2 separate regions of the Callithrix jacchus genome follow, and region 2 is linked to region 1. A link is a contact called in public Hi-C data. All regions are on one chromosome and are shown on one strand. Each heading gives the region's core, a stretch centred on a gene start, on an enhancer-like site or on the middle of the called end of the contact. The rest is flanking DNA. Distances are from core to core; before and after follow the strand shown.

What was found. A called contact is a pair of places that touch in the nucleus more often than the background predicts.
Region 2: a contact with region 1 is called in a Hi-C map of skeletal muscle, with 2.4 times the contacts expected there. The contact joins the enhancer-like site here to the promoter of GADD45A in region 1. A contact is called at or near these places in 2 of 3 Hi-C or Micro-C datasets (both in skeletal muscle).

Annotation. Positions count from the first base shown.
Region 1 is chr7:104,913,072-104,916,636 of calJac240_pri, forward strand. It overlaps GADD45A (growth arrest and DNA damage inducible alpha), which reads left to right and starts at 1,881. Exons shown (of 4, transcript XM_002750938.5): 1 at 1,881-2,216; 2 at 2,672-2,773; 3 at 3,011-3,248. The coding sequence starts at 2,173.
Region 2 is chr7:104,994,561-104,998,125 of calJac240_pri, forward strand. All of the region lies in intron 2 of GNG12 (G protein subunit gamma 12), which reads right to left. Among named protein-coding and RNA genes, the nearest start is that of GNG12, 67 kb to the right of the region's middle. Within about 2 kb of position 1,886, at least 5 of the 16 cell types and tissues checked have an H3K27ac peak or open chromatin away from gene starts, as enhancers often do. A contact at or near this core is called in skeletal muscle, where this site is marked.

The DNA of each region.
Region 1 (3,565 bases), core at 631-3,130:
TTCCCACTAAATGCAGGTATTGTGCTAGAAGCTGAAGACACCAAACTGATGAAGTCCTTGCTGTCAGGAAACTCACATGATTCCCTAACTCTTTGTCAGCTTGCTGTGATCATATTTCCTTCCCAAGAATCTCTGAGAAATGCCTAGTGGATAGAACCTTGGAGTTCCACAGAACATATTAACAATCACCAAATGATGACTCAGGCTAGATTGTGTAATTCAGGTTTTGTCTGCAAAACTGAAAATGCTTTGGTAACCTACCTAAATTTCAGTGTTGAGGAATTCCTTAACAAATACATCACATGTTAGGATGTAAGGCATGGATACAAGATACCTAAGCATCCTTGGGTGAATTATGCACTGACCATGACCATTTCTTTACTCAAAGATTGTCCCTGGCTGACAACGCAGTTAAAAAATGAGTGCAAAATGACAGCTCAAATAAATGAACCAGAAAACCCATCACTTTTCTTTTCCACCAAATTAAGATCAACAGAGCTGGAGAATATTTTGTCTAGAGTGATAACATAAGGGTGCAAAACTCCCAGGTACCTTTGCAAAAAAATGACTTCTGTGACCTTTGGCTGTACAGAGACCTTAATAATGCAAGCACTGTTTTGAATACAAGCATGTGGGAGACATTTTCACCACTTTTGGTGACTTCAGTAGGCTTAAGAAATGTTTTGTATTTATTTCATAAAGCCATAAAACAAAGGAAGGGACTTCTGAACTACTCAGTGAGAATCTATGTATTGAAGTTGGTTTTTCAAAAATGTGTAACTACCATTTGCAGTTATAAAGGTCTGCTTTCCACCTACAAGTTGCCATTATCTCAAAGGTGAAATTTTAGCATATGACTAAAAACTTCCTAGAGTTACAGCTTCATGATTCAACATCTAACATCAATAATTCACAGTGAGATCATAGGCTCCCTATGGAAGCTAGTGACATACATAAGTTAGGAAAGGAGCTTAGGCATATTGAGAGCATTTTGAATTTAGACGTGCGGGCTACGTGGGTGTCAGATGGTTGTCTCTCAGCTGGTGGGCGTCCTGAAGGATCCTTGTTTGGGCAAGGCTCTTTGAGAAAGGCGAATCTGGGTTGCCAGGGATTCCCACATGTGGTCACCAGCTCCCCACGCAAACCAGCTCACGACTTCCCAGTTATACTGGGCAGGTGGGAGACCTTTCTGCTTTCCGTGGAAAAGATTCCAACTTGGTTCCCTGCCATCCCTGAATACAAACGGGTTGAGTTTTCTTTTTTGAGCTTCCAACCCTTGCAGCCTTCCAAAAATAAATCAAACCAGCCATCAGGGCACCGAAATAATACTACTACTACTAAGCAACTTCGCCTAGACTTAGATAAACAACACTTCTGAGGTAAACTTTGCCCCAAAGGTCTGGAGACACTGTTTTAATGTAACCTGCTTACTAATAATTACCAGACTTCAGTGCATTAACCCTGGAAATAGATTTTAGCAGCCACCCCTTAAAACAAAAGGCATGAAACAATAATAAGAAAAAAGTGCAGCAACTATTATAGAGAAACACTTGGCAGCCTGCTTCAGCCCAAGCTGAGGCCACCTCCCGCCTCTGCTGAAGCCCTCCACTCCAGATGGCCCCCGCCAACCGGATAAGGGAGCCTGCGGGACCCGCCAACGCTTCTCTGCACCGCGCCCACCCCAGTCACCCACTTCGGCTACCCTCCAGCGTGGCTCCTCCCTTTTCCGCTCGTCTCAACCTGACTCCAGGAGCTGGAGTCAAATTGCCGGAGCGGGCTGATTTGCATAGCCCAATGGCCAAGCTGCATGCAAATGAGGCGGAAGGTGGTTGGCTGAGGGTCGGCAGGATAACTCCGGCGAGCGGGGCCCTTTGTCCTCCAGTGGCTGGAAGGCTGTGGCTGGAAGGCAGCTGCGTAATTATAGTCGTGTGGCCATTGGCGAGGAGAGGGTCGAAGAGCTAGCGAGCTAGCAAGGCGGGAGGGGTGCCCAGAGCGGCGGCGGCGGGCACTGAGGAGGAGCCGGGGTGGGCGAGGGGCGGTCAGACAGCGCCGGGGCCTGAGCTCCCGGCGCAGCGCCTGTGAGCGAGTGCAGAAAGCAGGCGCCCGCGCGTTCGCCGTGGCCGGAGCAGTCCGCACGCCGCGCTCTCTCCGTGGGCGACCTGCAGTTGCAATATGACTTTGGAGGAATTCTCGTCTGGAGAGCAGAAGACCGAAAGGTAAGTCGGCCTGCGGACTATTCCGGCCCAAACTTCACTCACCCACCTGGGGCTCCCCGGTGCAGCCGGGCTGTGGAAGGCTTGCAGGTGAGCGAGCAGAAAAGTTTGCACGGGGCAACGCTCGCCCTTGCTCCCTCGGGACTCTCCGTGGAGCGGAAAGAGCATGCCCCCAACTCGAACTAGCCCCACCAGGGTCTTTGCAAAGGGCAGCAGTGGCCGTTCGGCTCCCGTGGCTGGCAGCCTGTGGCGGGGGCACTCTCGGGACTTCTCACGGGACGCCCCGTTCTTGGGCGTGTAGGGGTCATCGGGGATGACGGGGCCGCGGGAGCGCGGGTTTGCGGAGAGCCCAGGTGCGCGGTGGTGCTTGCATTCGAGGGGGGGGGGCGTGGTACCGAGCGAGGAGGCCGGCAACGGCATCGGGGCTGACGGGACCCCTCGCCCTTGCCCGCATGTAGGATGGATAAGGTGGGGGATGCCCTGGAGGAAGTGCTCAGCAAAGCCCTGAGTCAGCGCACGATCACTGTCGGGGTGTACGAGGCGGCCAAGCTGCTCAACGTGTAAGTGGGACCCTTGCGAGTCCCCCGTGGCACCCTTCCCCCACCAGCCCGAGAGGTCGCCTTGGCGGGGCTCCCCTTGGCCGGCCATGCCACTTCCTGTTGCTTTTCTTCTGCCCCTGTGGCTGCCTGCTCCGGTGGGGAGGGGGCGAGCGGGCCGGGCGGCGACCCCCGGGGACCCGGGCAGGGGTTGCGGGCGCCAGCGCTTCTCCGCTCACTGGCCCTGCCCGCTGCCCCCAGCGACCCGGACAACGTGGTGCTGTGCCTGCTGGCGGCGGACGAGGACGACGACAGGGATGTGGCTCTGCAGATCCACTTCACCCTGATCCAGGCGTTCTGCTGCGAGAACGACATCAACATCCTGCGCGTCAGCAACCCGGGCCGGCTGGCGGAGCTCCTGCTCTTGGAGACCGATGCGGGCCCCGCGGCCAGCGAGGGCGCCGAGCAACCCCCTGACCTGCACTGCGTGCTGGTGACGGTAAGGGACAGGGGGACTGCGGTCTGCGGGGCAGAGCCCGGAAGGACTGGAGGCCAGGGCTGGATCGCCTGATTGTGTGTGGATCTGGAGTAGGTGGGGTCAGGAGTCTAGCTGCCTTTGCCCCACCAGAGTGTGGCTGGACTTTCAGCCGAGATGTACGAGTTTCATCATCAGGATTTTCTGTGGTACAGAACATGTCTAAGCATGCTGGGGACTGCCAGCGGCGGAAGAGATCCCTGTGAGTCAGCAGTCAGCCCAGCTACTCCCTACCTACATCTGCACTGCCTCCCGTGACTAATTCCTTTAGCAGGGCAGAT
Region 2 (3,565 bases), core at 636-3,135, 81 kb after region 1:
TATATGAGTGTGTGTTCTCCCACAATAACAGGGATGGTGGCTATGGCCACAGGAAGATGGTGTTCATACAAAAAAAAAAAAAAAAAATCAACCTGCCTGTGTTTTGGAGTTAGTCTGATTCAGCAGAAGTTGCAGCTCCCCAGGCCCCAAATCACCTATGGACTTCATCAGAGTAAGTCAAGTAGTAAGAATAGGGAGGAATCCTCCAGGAACTAGACCTGGGAAAAATACATCCCTCTTTCTCCAAATAAAGCCTGTTTGGTACTTCAGGCAATTGGTTTCCATGCATTTGGGTCAAAAAGCAACAGATTATATTGTCAAAAATTATTTCCTTGCATAAAAACTGCATGAAATGAAAAATCAGACAAAATATATAAGAATATATAAAAATCAAAGTAGACCGAATATATAAGAATGTTATCAACATTAGAAACTCCTATCAAATATTGAAAAAAATAACTCATAATAATCTATAAAATGTATGTACACTTTTCTTTCCACATCCTTCTGAGGGAAACAGCCTCCAGTAGGCAATTAATCTGATACATGGGTAACGATTTCTTAACAATGCCACGCTCTCCAATACTGAAGTACAGCTCAGTGTTTCTAAGGGCAGAGAAAGAAAAAAAACAACACTAAAATCCTTACTAATACAAACGCTATGATTGTATCCTGCACTTGGGGGATGAAAATCTAGAACAATGAAGATGATAAACATATTTACCCAGAGATAAAGAGAGTAGATGAGATTCTTATGATAAAGGCTTTGTTTACAAGGGACACATTAGAAGCTAAATAACTGGGTCAGATTTGGTAATTAAAAGCAGCTGAACAATCAAAAATGGCTTAATAAAAATGTCAGAATAAGATCATATTTTATCGGAAGATGAAATATAAAGTTTATTATATATTTCAACCATTATCCTTCTGCCTGTTTTGCATTTTTCTTTTAAAAATACACAAAAAGTATAGGAAATAGTAGTGAAATAACTACTACCTAGTTAACCTGTGACTGAATCTGGCAGTTGATCGTAGCAAGTGTAACTGAAATGAGGCAAATGAACTAGCAGGACCAAATAAAAAACATTTCAATGTGGGTGACACAGCTAAAGTCTATACTTTAGAATCTCTAATACACATCCAGGGGTTGAAAATTCCTGCTTACTAGCGGGCTTTACGTCTGCGCAACCCCAAGGAGTGAAAAGAAAATCAAGACTAACAATGATTTGTTGTAGTTACCAGTAGTGGTGGAAATCTGGCCCAAGAAAGTCCACTATAAATTTAACAGTTGTGAACTTTACTCTTTAGAGCTATAAGAGTATTCAACCCCAAGTTTACAATAAATATCTCAAGGCAAAAACTCAAACAAAACAAAGCATGAGCATGCGTGCATACACACACACACACACGCACGCACGCACGCACGCACACACACACACACACACCCCTTATAGACAAGCCCTTTTCACCTTCCCACCTAATTACAGGCTGACAATCTTTCCAGATTATCAATCAGAAGGGCTCATTTTAAACAATTCTCTGGTCCTCCTCCAGGGGGCGAAGTTGGCTCGCATTTTCCTGAAAGGGGAAATTATTTTCAAACCCTGATTCTCATACAGTGCTAGAAAGATATTCATGTACAAAGGGGCCTTTCCCTGCTCCTGTTTCTTCTCAATACATTCCACTTGGGCTGATGAGCAAAGCAGCCCAGCCCTTCGGTGCAGGGAGAGGGAGGAAACAGGACTACGGCTGAGCATGAGCAGGGCTTAATCAGCACAGCCCTGAAGGTTGGGGAAATTCTGAAGCCTCACACGGGGCTCCCTCCTACCCTGTCTCCTCTGCAGGGCCTCCCTCTGAGAAACCACAAAGCCACTGGAGGTCTGAGTGCCTGCCCTGCCTTCCTGCACGAATGGGGGCCCTTTTCACCCCGAGGCGGATGGCATCTGGTGGCCAGGAAGGTGACTGGACAGCAGTTCCTTGCTGGGCCTTGCTTCCCCCTCACAGAAAGGGTTAGGTGTTTCCCTGAGGGAACACAGATCTAGCTACAGAAGGGGCACACAGGGGCAATGCCTATTCCCAAGGGAAAATCAGATGTGAGTTTCAGTGCCTTGATGACCACACAACAGGACAGAAGGCACAGAGAGTATGTCCCTGGCCCATGGATAGATCCAGTTTTTGTGGGTTCTAAGCCCTATACAATTTTGGGGGTCCTCTTTAAAAAAAGGATACAAAATTAGGAACCACATTAGCTACAGGGCATGGGAGCGGAGTGTTGCCAGTGAAAGATCCTGAAACTCAAGGCTCTTCACTGCCAGGCCAAGCAGTTATAGTGTTCAGCCTGCCACCACTGGTCCCTCCCCTGCAATAAAACCCCATGTCTCATGTGCTGGCTCTGGGTCTCTTCCTGGCCTCTTGAAACTGGTGCTGTCTCTAATGAGGCTGATACGGGTTCAGCAGAGGGACTGAGCTCCACCTACTTAGGACTGCCCATTGCCTGGAGACAGATACCAGGGTGGAGTTATTGAAAGAAACACTAGCCCTGCCCAAAGGGAACAAACTCCTCTGCCCAGCCAGCTCTCCACACCTATCCGACCAAGCCTGTCACCAGTTTGGGTCACCTCATCAGTTCAGACTCCACCTTCTCCTCCTTCTCTACCCCTGGGAGGGTTATGCACCCCCAACTTCCAGACCTCCTTGGGCTGCAAAAAGGTGCAAACTATACTAGTCTTTACTGAAAGACAGCAAAATAAAGTGATCTGAATCAAGAGGATTTAGCTAAACACAGTTTGTCTGCATATTTTTGGTCCTTGTAAAAATAATACACATTTTTCTCCTTATCTGATGGCAATATCACTTACTCAAATTTTAACAATAAAATGAGCAAGGCCTTCATAAAATGGAAAGTCGTTTAAGTTTAGTTAAGGTAGCTTGTTTTCACATGTGCTATAGTTTGGAATTTATAAGTAAACTAAATGCAAATGTTCTTCTTTTTGAACAAAACAGTAAGAACAACTTTTTACATATGAAAGTGTCTTCATAAAGGCCATTTACCACAAAAAGAACAGTGTTCTGCAAATGTGATTGAAAACCTTTTTTTGGAGACGGGCTCTTGCCACATTGCCCAGGCTGGGCTCAAACTCCTGGATTCAAGCGAATCCCTGGCCTCAGCCTACCAATTAGCTGGGGCTACAGGCACGTGCCACTGTGCCTGGCATTCGGCAAATTCTTATCTGTAAGATGGAGTGTAATGGGAAAATAACAGCCACCATTATTTGAGTCCTTACTGTGAACCACACGTAGTCTAAACATTTCACATAGACTATTTCACTTAATCACCTCAATGACCCTATGCAGTATCATCCCTATTTTATTGATGCAGACATTGAGGTTTAAGAGGTAAGTGATTTCTCCAAGGTTACAAAGGGCTTTTGTGTAGATCTGAGGCTGGGCAGGTTAAGCCTTATTCTTAGTCCCTGTGCCATGCTGCCTCTGTAGCCAAAAATCACTTTCAATACTATAAAGAACTGGTGAGTTTCACAAGATAGTTATTTTTTAAAAGCAGATA